4 separate regions of the Mus musculus genome follow, and regions 1, 3 and 4 are each linked to region 2. A link is a contact called in public ChIA-PET, Hi-C and promoter capture Hi-C data. All regions are on one chromosome and are shown on one strand. The core of a region is the stretch at or near the end of the contact, and the rest is flanking DNA. Distances in the headings are between cores, read along the strand shown.

Region 1 (2,700 bases), core at 33-2,532, 860 kb after region 2:
CCTCCCTCCCTCAAGGCTCCACGGAGCAAGAGAAGCAGTTCTGTTCTCAGGAGATTACACCAGGGGCTGGGAAGGTCAAGGAAGGCTTTTCTGTTGAGTCTGACATGGGAGACAAGGAGAAGCTAGGCAACACAATCCCTAGAGCTCAGAGTTCGAAGCCAGCCTGGTCTACATAGTGAGTTCTAGAACAACCAGGACTACACAGAGAAATCCTAGCTCGAAACACACACGCTGGTGGTGGAGGAGACATGACTTACAAGAGGCCCTACCCTGTAGACCTGGAGCCAAGGGATAGTTTATGACCCACTGTCATCACTCACCCCCTTAAGAGATTCGTATCTTTGCGACCGGGGTTTCTTGATGCCATTTCTGTGCCATTTGCGGGCTGTAGGGTAACAAATATTTACAGGTCAAAAAAAAATGAGGTATCTTCCAATAAGACCACCTAACATCATGGTTGGCAGTCTTTTGAGAATACACTAAGGATGGGTGGAAAGCACTATGGGCTTTTTAAGCGGATTCCTGGCTCCCAAATTTGTAATCTCCAAAGTAGCTAAACACACAATCATCTTCAAGGCTCACCTGAAGGGTGACCTGCCCTCCCTCCAGCTCTGATCTAGCAACCCTAACCCAATCCTCGCTGGGGTACAGTCGCCAGCCGGAGCCCAAGGAACTTACACTGGTTGTGTGTGGTGTGGTTCTTGGACTTGGCCATGTCTGCACCTGCAAGAAAGCCACGAGATCAGTTCTGGGCTTCCCCAGACCGGCACACCTCTGCCGCCCTGAGCTGGGGTAACATGAAGAAACCAGAGGCTGCAGCAGACGCTTCCGATTTACGACACCCGCCAGCCTGGCAACACTCACAAAACGCGACCCCACCTCTCAAACGCGAGCAAGGAGGTCGGTCCTGAGACTGAGCTTGCCGGCCCCGGGGCGGCTTTCCCCGCCATCCGTTCCTTGAGGACGACCGGGAACCACCCCCGCCCGGCAATCTCGATGCCCCATAGCCAAGCAGCTGCCCGCCCTGTCCTTCCTGCCACCCGTGTCGCCTGCCTCGCGACCCGCCGCCGCCCTGTAGTCACGGATGTCATCGGATGCCGTAAGGCCAACACTCACGGTAACCCGCGGCTCCCGCAGCGCCGGAGACCGGAAGAGAAAGAGAAAGGCCCGCAGTGCAGCACGGGAAATAGGGCCGACACCGCCGGAAAGTCCAACGGAAAAGCTTCCCTCACTGCTGGCGGAGAAAAAAGGTTCCAAGGCCGGAAAGAGTTGAAGCCTAGAAAGGGGAGGGGTTAGAGCCTGGCCACGCCCTCTTAGCGTCACAGATTTCTTTCTTTGCTTAACCCCTCCCCGCTATTTTTTGAGCGGGTCTTTCTTGCTGTGTAGCCTAGACTGGGTTATAACTGTTCATCCTCCAACAGCAGGCTTTTGCTACTGGGGTTAAGAGCGTGGTGTTAGCATGGACCACGACGGCGGCCAGCCCGTGTTTGCTTCCTTCTCTTCCTCCAGTGCCTACTTTGCTCTTGGGCTAGACTTCCAAAGACTCTGAAAGCCGAGGGGGCCTTTGAGGGATGAATGTTAATGGAGCGAAGAATCTGTGTTCTTAAACAGCTCACCGGGCTCCTGTGTGGAATGCACTGGAGAGGGCAGAGGAGAGGAGAAGAGCTATGAGACTCATGCAGACTGCCACACAAGGGCGCTGGCTGCCTGAAGACAGTGAAGAATGTACTAGGGAAAAGAATAGACTGGATTTAGGGTGCCGAAAATTAGAGAGAGAAAAGCGGCAACGATAGTCCAAGTCTACTCCAACAGCCTGGGCTGGTTCCCCAGAGTGGCAGTTTCGTGGTTTCTTTTTTTTTTTTTTTTTAAGATTTATTTATTTATTATATGTAAGTACAGTGTTGTTGTCTTCAGACACTCCAGAAGAGGGAGTCAGATCTCCTTACGGATGATTGTGAGCCATCATGTGGTTGCTAGGATTTGAACTCAGGACCTTCGGAAGAGCAGTTGGGTGCTCTTTTTTTTTTAAGATTTATTTATTTATTTATTTATTTATTTATTTATTTATTTATTTATTTGTTTATTATATGTAAGTACACTGTAGCTGTCTTCAGACACTCCAGAAGAGGGCGTCAGATCTTGTTACAGATGGTTGTGAGCCACCATGTGGTTGCTGGGATTTGAACTCTGGACCTTCGGAAGAGCAGTCGGGTGCTCTTACCTGCTGAGCCATCTCACCAGCCCCAGTTGGGTGCTCTTACCTGCTGAGCCATCTCACCAGCCCTCGTGGTTTCTTTTCACATATATTAGATGTGAGATGATGCTAGAGAGGTGAAAACAGGCCTGTAATCACAGCTACTGGCTGAAGAATTGTAAGTCTGAGATGCCTGAGTAATTCAGGTAGACCTTGTCTCCGAAAAGCTTTTTTTGTTGTTGTTTCAAGATAGGGTTTTTCTCTGTGTAGCCCTGATTGTCCTGGGACTCACTCTGTAGACCAGGCTGGCCGCAAACTCAGAAATCCCCCTGCCTCTGCCTCCCAAGTGCTGGGATTAAAGGCGTGTACCACCACTGCCCAGCTCCAAAAAACTTTTATAATGTCAGGATATCCCAGCACTCACGAGGCAGAGGCAGGCAAGCCTCTGTGATTTTAGTTTATGTAGTGAGTTCTAGGACAGCCAGGGTTATGTAGAAAGACCCTAT
Region 2 (2,700 bases), core at 119-2,618:
CACCAATTTTCTGTTGGCCACTGACAGTTGCAGAGTGCAGCCCAGGCATCTTTGTGTGTGTTGTGGTGGAAGGCCGGACACAGCCTCCTTTGGGTGGGACAGAGGTCCGGGTGGCTGCAGTTCTGAATATAGTCTGTAGATGGCAGCAGAGACCTGCTCAGAGGGCTTGCCTGTGGCGCCGCCTGCTCTGTAGACTTGTGGGAAAGTTGGCTCAAAATATCTATGATAGGCTAAAAGGTGAAGGTCTAAGTGCAGAAGGGAAAAATTTAAAGCGAATAGAGGAATTGGATGGAAGAAATGGATTTTAATGTTAAGGCTGATTGATTGAGCCGGGCGTGGTGGCGCACGCCTTTAATCCCAGCACTTGGGAGGCAGAGGCAGGCGGATTTCTAAATTCAAGGCCAGCCTGGCCTACAGAGTGAGTTCCAGGACAGCCAGGGCTACACAGAGAAACCCTGTCTCAAAAAACCAAAAAACAACAAAAACAAAACAAAAGATTGATTGGTTTTTCGAGACAGAGTTTCTCTGGCTGTCCTGGAACTCTCTTTGCAGACCAGGCTGGTTCGAACTCACTGAGGTCCGTCTTTTTCTGCTTTCAGAGCGCTGGGATTAAAGGCATAGGCCACTATGCCCAGCTAATTTTATTTTTTAAAAACATAGCCTCACGATGTAACCTAGGTTAGCCTCACAATCCTCCCGCCTAAGCCTTCCTCGCGCTGCAATTACAGGTGTTCATCACCATGGCCAGAACTTGAACTTTTATTAGTTGAGATTCTTAGAACCTAAAGCTCAAATCACGAGGTGAAAAGTTGATGCAGCTGACCAAATGGGAAATCGAGATTTCTGATTCAAGAGCGTCCCAAGTGTGTTCAACTTACGGCTACGGGCTGTAAGTGGTCCAGGGAAGTATGAATGTGGCCCAATACATTTATTTGGAATGACAAGTGAATTGCAAAGTCAAAAGGTTAGTCAGGAAGTGCATAGAAAGGAAAGCTAGCCAGTTGTTAGACAGATGCCCTAAACCAGGAAATGAGTGGCGGGTTAGACAACAACATGCCAATTCCCAGGGCACGCTGACTAAACATTCAAAAAGTTGAATTCTGAAACACTTAGCTACCTGGAAATTTTGGGAGTCTAAAACGCCCCCTGGCAGCTAGCAAAAAGAACACTTCACTCAAGAGCCCGCAAGAGAAACAAAATGTCTTGCGCTGTAACTTTTCTAGATCACAGATAAAATCCGAGGAGGCTGGTACAACAGTTGAAGGAGCTCCTAGCGGTGTCCCAGGGCGCTGCGAAAGTTACAGTGAACTTGACGAGGCCACGCCCCATTTTGTCTCGACTCAGAGGCGGAGTCTGCCAGGGGCTCTGCCCTGGCCTGCCCAACCCGGACTAGCCTGGCCCTTTAAGGTTGACCTAGCGGGGCCCCAAGTCTGAATGACGCGACGAGAAGCGGGGGTGGGGGGTCACGTGGGACGCGGGCGGCGAGACTCTGGGTCCAGGGCTCCGGTCCTCAGCGGACTCCAGGGATCACTATCTCTTGCCCACTCTCGCCTGCACCATGATTTTCGTGTAGTGCTTTGCCACCAAGTGCGCCTTCGCCTGGTCCGCCTTTCTTGGGTCTCTGTATGGCTGGTTCTCAAGACCTTGTTGCTATACAGCGCCGGACTCCTTCCTAATTTGACACGTGCCTGGGCTGAGGGATCACCTCCCCCTGCTGTACGTAAGTACTCTCAGGCAGTTTCCAGCTTGTCTTGGGCCAGGAGCCCAGTCAATCTAGTTCTGGAGAAACCAAAGCTGGGGTGTGTCCAAAAAGTCCCGGTGGGGAGTGACTCTTTCCCTTTCCTTCAGGTGCCTCTGGACGCGCCAGGCTGGGGCTACCTCCGAGCGCCCCGTGGGGGCCATGGATGGCGAGACAGCAGGGGAGAAGGGGAGTCTTGTGCCCCCGCCAGGTGCGCTCGGCGGGTCCGCCTTGGGTGGTGCTCCGGCCCCAGGTGTGCGACGGGAACCCAAGAAGTACGCGGTGACTGATGACTACCAGTTGTCCAAGCAAGTGCTGGGTCTGGGTGTGAACGGCAAGGTACTGGAGTGCTACCATCGGCGCTCTGGCCAGAAGTGTGCCCTGAAGGTTAGTGACCCATCTCTCTGAGGGCTAGGGTGACATGGAGGGTCCAACAGCAGAAACCTGTGGATGTATCTGTGTCCGGGGTCTCTATTAAACATCTACACATGGCATCTTGTTTTATTTTCAAACTCTTCCTCTAGCGTCAGACTCGTGGTCCTCTTAGCCTCACATACACGGAAACAGGCTGACCTACCTAAACTGAGGGTGTGTCCCAAAGAGCGAGGGGAGGAGTCAATGTGAGTAGAGCTGTTGTACCCGGAAGGCAGGAGGGTGTGGCTGTGCGCTCTGGTTCTGGCTTGGGCTTTGTGTTTAGGCCCAAAGGATGCTCTTAAATTCTTAGTTATCCCCTGCAGGTAGCTCCTTCTATGGGGATGCGGCTAAGTTTTCCTTAGGCTCAGTGCAGGGTTGTCCTCCTCATGGCCCCTGCCCGCTGAGGTGGGACCATGAGCCTCTTAGGGTGTTTTTTGACTACTGGGCCCCTTGAGTTGAGTTGGTGGCCTCTTGTGGAAAGGGGCAAGCTTTGCTCATAAGCTGACCCACCCTGGACAGACGATGGAGAACCACTTATCACATCATAT
Region 3 (2,700 bases), core at 53-2,552, 690 kb after region 2:
CCTCCCCATCCGATTTGCCTCTTCTGTGTATATTGGCTTGTCTTCCCTTTATGGCAGAAGCTGGGCTGATCACGGCTGAGCAGTGTCCCGCTAGCTGGACCTTCTATTACTGAACATCCCACCCGTAGAGGGAGACAAATGGTAATAAGTCACCATGCTGGACGTTCATACACCTCATAGATGGCCGATTGTCTCAGGGGGGTGGGGCATTTGCCCAGTATATAGATATTCCTATATGGCTGTGTGTCGCTAATGCCTAGACATCCTCGCTCATGCCAGAACATCATGCCAGTTGTCAGCATCAGGGCTTCTCCAATTCGGGTTGTCTATCATCTCTGACAAGCACACTTCTATCTGGACAGCCCCACAAATATACAGGTTAAGAGATGTGTAGATTCATGCAACTGGTGTGACAAATCGCCACGTCGTACTTGGTGGCTAAAAGCAAAGAAATATGTTGTTGTGGTTGTGCAGACTAGAGTGTGAAATTAAAGGGGTCTGAAGACACTGACACCCCTAAAAGCTCTAGGGGAGAAGCTTGCTGTGTCATGTCTAGCTTTGGGGGTCACCAGCATTTCTTGGCTGGAGACCACACCCTCCAATTCTGTTTCTATCTTTATATCACCTTCTCTTCTCTCTCTCAAGACTCTTCGGCCTCCTCGTGTGTGTGTGTGTGTGTGTGTGTGTGTGTGTGTGTGTGTGTGTGTGTGTATGTGTGCATGATGTGCACGCACATGTCTACATGGGTGCACACGCCCACACATGCAGAGAGGCCAGAGGAGGATATTGGGATATTGAGTGTCCTGCTTCATCAACACTCTATCCTATCCCTCTAAGTCACGCATCTCTCACTGAACCCGGAGTCAGACTGGCACCCTTCAAGCCAGTGATCCTCCTGTCTGCACTCCCCACAGCACAGAGTGGCAGGTATCCATGACCACATCTGGCTTTTGATGTGAATTCTAGGGATTTGGACTCAGGTCTTTCTTTATGCTTGAGCAGTAGGCCTTCTTCCCGCTAAGCCATCTCCACAGTCCTCCCTCTGCCTCCTCCAGAGAAGAAAATGGGTGACTATATTTAGGTCACACCCAGACAATCCAGGATAAACTCCTTTTCCTCACAAGATCCATAAGTTAAACACATTCACAGATTCCAGGGGGTTGACAGGGATATATTTCTGAGGGCCAAATTTTTAGCCTACCACGGGCCTATTTTTGAGCTGTCAAACACAGTCTTAGAGGCGGTTAGCACCCCAGACAATGTTATCAGCCCCTCCTCTCTTCCCATCACATCTGCTCAGTCTGCAGTGACAGCAAGCCAGATGCACTTGAAACAGAGACACTGCTGGCACAGAGGCCAGGCTGCGAGAAAACCCAGCTCATCGTCAAAATTGCCCAAGCTGAGGCCACCCTAGGCCGTTGCTCCCAGTGGTAAACCAGGCAAGGCTCGTGTCTGAAACAGATCCTAGGAGTCAGGTGGGGTGGGATGCTAAAAGAGACCTAGGAAGGAAGGAGCGTGTTGCAGGCTCTTTGCCCCCAGGAGAATGCAGACCTTGGGCTTTGCCCTTCTGCAGCTCCTGCCTAAACGTCTCCATTCAGCATCCAGCTCCAGAGAGTCTGGCTGCAGCTGAGCCAACTGGGAAAACAGGGATTCCACAGCATGAACCGCAGGGCCCTGGGGGCCAGCACAGGGCCTGGCAGGGAGCCAGCAGGACAGCACACCTCAGCAGGGCAGCAGCGGGACACACATGTGTCCCCGTGGGCTTGTGGGGGAGGCTGTCTTCCAGAGCCAGCCCCTGGGGAAGGCCAGAGCTGAGTGGAGAGGCAGCCAGCTGTGCCTGCTGCCTCTGTCCCCTGAGGCTGAGCATCAAGGCTTCCCTCCCTCTGCTGGACACTCCCAGGGAGAAGCAGGCATGGCTTGGGAGTGCAGAGGGGCAGCTGGGGTGGATACACAAGCAGGGTGTGACTGGAGGCCATGGCCTTCAGATCCTACTGTTCTCAGAAACTATGCTGATCCCTCCTCAGACTGCCACCCTCTGCTGGGCCAGCCTCAGTGGCTGCTGCAGAGCAGGCTTTGCTGGGCCTCTCACTGTTTAATGTCTGTGGCCCACTCACTTCCCAGCTGCCTCACGGGGTCTCTGCTTTGTTATCTAAGTCAGGGGTCCTTCAGAACACTAAAAGTCCAGGGTCTGTCTTTCCCCAGAGTTTTTAAGGAGTTGGACCCTGGAGAAGGGGTGAACCAACTGGGATGTGAGTGTGTGTGCGGGACGGGAGGGGAGCTTTCTCAAACCCCAAGCCTCTTTTGTGTGTGGTGGTGTCCAAGCCAGCATGTTTTCAGGTTCAAGGTTCAGACTGATGCTCAACACCATCCGCAAAGATTTAGCTCAAAACCTTTGAGTTTTGTTTTGTATTTAGATTTCTTCATGTGCATATATGTGTGTCTCTATGTATGTATATGTATGTGTATGTGAATACCTGAGGTGACCAGAAGAGGGTATCAGAGCCCCTGAATTTGGAGTTACAGGTAGTTGTGAGCCAACTGATGTAGGAGCTGGAGACTGAAGTCCAGTTCTCTGGAGGAGCAAGTGCTCTTAACTCCTGAGCCAGCCCTCCAGCACTCACTCGTTTTAACTCTACTCTTATTATGAATTCATGTACACACCACACATAAACACACTACACAGAGGCAGAGGCAGGCAGA
Region 4 (2,700 bases), core at 83-2,582, 540 kb after region 2:
GTGGTAGGAAGATGAGCATTTAGTTCATCTTTGACAAAAAGGTAGGCTCAAATCCAGAGATGGAGAAATATGTGGTAGAGTCCCTGTGCCAAGTCTGCAGCCTTGGAAGTATGAGCTCTCAGGTATAGTAGTGTCCCGTGAGTTTCCTGAAATCACAATTAAAATTCTGCTTGCATGTTTGTAATGAGGGAATTATGTGGATAGAGATTCTCAGACAGATTGACAGTCCCAGAATGTTAATCTCTGTAGTGCTAGTCACTTGTAAATTGCTCCAACTGGAAAGTAGCTGCATCTCCATAGCTGATAGGCTCCCTCCAGATTCCTCTTGTTTCCTTTGTCCCTTGACTTTTTTTTTTTTTTTGGACAGGGCCTCACTTTGTAGCTCAGGCTGGCCTCAAACTGGCAGTCCTTAGGTGCACTAGGCTAACATCTGATTTTTGAAATAGCATAGAAACTTCATTTCCTTTTCTTTTGTGGCACTGGGAATCGAACTCAAGGCCACTGCCTGGTAGCAAAGCCTTTGATCACTGAACTATATTTTTGTTTCCAGACAGGGTCTTACTATGTTGCCAGGCTGGCACTGAACTTGGTCTGTAGCCCAGGCAGACCTTGAAATTCTCCTCCCTTAGCCTCCTAAGCACATGAGATTCTAGGACTGTGCCACTAGACCAGTGAGGCTCTTTTGATATTTGTGTGTACATGTGTTTGTGTGTGTTCAGGTGTGCACATGATGGCTAGAAGCTGACATTGGTTGTCTTCTTCAGTTCTCTTCACCTTCTTTTTGAGACAGATCTATCATTGATTGAGATAGCCTAGCTGGCCCACGAGCCCTAGAGGTCCTCCTGTCTCTACCTTCCCAGTGCTGAGATTACTCATGAGAACTTCCATGCCTGCATTTTTTCCTGGGTTTGGGGATCCAAACTCAGCTCATCATACTTGAGCAGCAAGCACCACGCCCACCGGCATCTTTCCAGCTTTTCACAAACCTTCTCTTTTGATCTTTTTAGACCATGGTTAGGTTATCTAGTTAGTCTTAGGCCTTCTCAGTTAATTTTGGCCTTTTATGGCCTATAGCACTCATTGAGGAAAAAGCTTTTGGTGATAACATTCTATTACTTTGTGGAACCGAACAGTGCACTAGACCATCACTTTTTTGAAGGAGTCTAGGGAAATGTGTTTCACCCTTCAGATTCTGGTCCTGAGCAGCCATCTTCTTTCTTCTGTTGCATTCTTCCGTTCTCATTCTCTCTAACCTCACACCTGCCATGTGGTTCAGAAGTCAGATTTTCTCTTCATTACACGGCTCACATCTTCTCCGTTTAACCTTTGACTCCCTGGGTATCTGTTTCACTTTCTGTTTCTCATCTGGGTTCTCAGATCAGTATCTGTAGACACCCTTAGAACCCTGTAAAGTTCAGAGGGGTTTTAGATGCTGATGATGAGTATGCGCACACACACACACACACACACACACACACACACACACAAACACACACGCGTGGATATATATATCCATTCCTAGCTTCTTGGAACATTGCCAGGTCCCTTCCTTCTGTCTCCCTTCTTCACTCCTCCCCCTCTTTCTTTTGAGGCAGGGTCTCTATGAATTTCAGTCTGGCCTCAATTGACATCCTCCTACTTCAACTTTTTTTTGTTTTTTGATTTTTTTGGTTTTTCGAGACAGGTCTCTGTGTAGCCCTGGCTGTCCTGGAACTCACTCTGTAGACCAGGCTGGCCTCAAACTCAGAAATCCGCCTAACTCTGCCACCCAAGTGCTGGGATTAAAGGCGTGCGCCACCACTACCCTGCTCTCCTACTTCAACTTTATAAGAAACTGGATAAATCTGTTCCTCTGTACCTGGCTTTATTATGACATTATTTTATACATGAAACTTGAGTTTCTGTGGACTCTGTTATCTACAGGAGATCTTGAAAGCAATTTCCCAAAGATATCAAAGTATGTACTAAACATAAAATGCCTTTAAGGCCACACAGTTATTTATTTAGAAGTTAAGAATATCACTGTGATTTGTTTGAGAACAGTGTAGGTTTTTTTTGTTTGTTTGTTTGCTTGGGTTTTTTTGTTTGTTTTTTCGAGACAGGGTTTCTCTGTATAGCACTGGCTCTCCTGGAACTCACTCTGTAGACCAGGCTGGCCTCAGACTCAAAAATCCGCCTGCCTCTGCCCCCTGAGCGCTGGGATCAAAGGCGTGCGCTACCACGCCTGGCTGGATTTTTTTTTTTTAAGATTTATTTATTTTATTTAGATGAGTACACTGTAGCTGTCTTTAGACACACCAGAAGAGGGCATCAGATCTCATTACAGATGGTTGTGAGCCACCATGTGGTTGCTGGGAATTAAACTCAGGACTTCTGGAAGAGCAACTCAGGCTTGGCATTCTTCCAGGCATGCATTCTCCCATCAGCCAATAGCTGTGCAGATAACAGAGTCCACAGATACCCAAGTCTCATGTATAAGGTTAAGGTGTATTTTGTTTGCTTGTGTTAAAAAACAAGTTATTTTGCACCAGACATAGAGATGTACACCTTTAATCTGTACACTCTAGAGGCAGAGGCAGGAGGATCTGTATTGAAAGCTAGCTGGGGCTGCATTGTGAAACCCTGTCACTACAAGGTAAAATAATACATTTCTTCCAATTTTGTATCAAGGCTTGTGTGTGTGTTTCCCCCCCCAATTTT

What was found. Promoter capture Hi-C pulls out the DNA fragments that hold promoters and counts their contacts. A called contact is a pair of places that touch in the nucleus more often than the background predicts. ChIA-PET counts read pairs in DNA pulled down with a chosen protein or histone mark.
Region 1: a promoter capture Hi-C map of pre-B cells shows a contact between it and region 2, with 4 times the contacts expected there. The contact joins the promoter of Rpl29 here to the promoter of Mapkapk3 in region 2. A contact is called at or near these places in 4 of 39 promoter capture datasets (erythroid cells, liver and pre-B cells), 3 of 115 datasets of contacts at active chromatin or transcription factors (effector CD8 T cells, extraembryonic endoderm stem cells and memory CD8 T cells) and 1 of 9 other capture datasets (macrophages).
Region 3: a contact with region 2 is called in a Hi-C map of cortical neurons, with 5 times the contacts expected there. The contact joins the enhancer-like site here to the promoter of Mapkapk3 in region 2. A contact is called at or near these places in 3 of 39 promoter capture datasets (embryonic stem cells, hippocampal neurons and pre-B cells), 1 of 15 datasets of contacts at CTCF or cohesin (embryonic stem cells), 3 of 484 Hi-C or Micro-C datasets (the G1E-ER4 cell line, cortical neurons and embryonic stem cells), 3 of 115 datasets of contacts at active chromatin or transcription factors (acute myeloid leukemia, large pre-B cells and stem cell-derived neural progenitor cells) and 1 of 9 other capture datasets (embryonic stem cells).
Region 4: an RNA polymerase II ChIA-PET map of memory CD8 T cells shows a contact between it and region 2, with 15 read pairs. The contact joins the enhancer-like site here to the promoter of Mapkapk3 in region 2. A contact is called at or near these places in 4 of 39 promoter capture datasets (cranial neural crest, embryonic stem cells, hippocampal neurons and 1 more), 4 of 115 datasets of contacts at active chromatin or transcription factors (bone marrow-derived macrophages, effector CD8 T cells, embryonic forebrain and 1 more) and 1 of 9 other capture datasets (adipose tissue).

What each region holds. Positions count from the first base shown.
Region 1 is chr9:106,427,993-106,430,692 of GRCm38.p6, reverse strand. It overlaps Rpl29 (ribosomal protein L29), which reads right to left and starts at 1,282. Exons shown (of 3, transcript NM_001324534.1): 1 at 679-1,282; 2 at 321-385. The coding sequence starts at 715.
Region 2 is chr9:107,288,545-107,291,244 of GRCm38.p6, reverse strand. Mapkapk3 (mitogen-activated protein kinase-activated protein kinase 3) reads left to right here and starts at 1,368. Exons shown (of 11, transcript NM_178907.3): 1 at 1,368-1,720; 2 at 1,849-2,125. The coding sequence starts at 1,901.
Region 3 is chr9:106,594,658-106,597,357 of GRCm38.p6, reverse strand. The region is part of intron 2 of Gm39420 (a long non-coding RNA gene); the gene reads left to right. Among named protein-coding and RNA genes, the nearest start is that of Gm39421, 16 kb to the right of the region's middle. Within about 2 kb of position 1,302, at least 13 of the 459 cell types and tissues checked have an H3K27ac peak or open chromatin away from gene starts, as enhancers often do. A contact at or near this core is called in cortical neurons, where this site is marked.
Region 4 is chr9:106,750,898-106,753,597 of GRCm38.p6, reverse strand. The region is part of intron 2 of Rad54l2 (RAD54 like 2 (S. cerevisiae)); the gene reads left to right. Among named protein-coding and RNA genes, the nearest start is that of Rad54l2, 37 kb to the left of the region's middle. Within about 2 kb of position 1,332, at least 27 of the 459 cell types and tissues checked have an H3K27ac peak or open chromatin away from gene starts, as enhancers often do. A contact at or near this core is called in effector CD8 T cells and memory CD8 T cells, where this site is marked.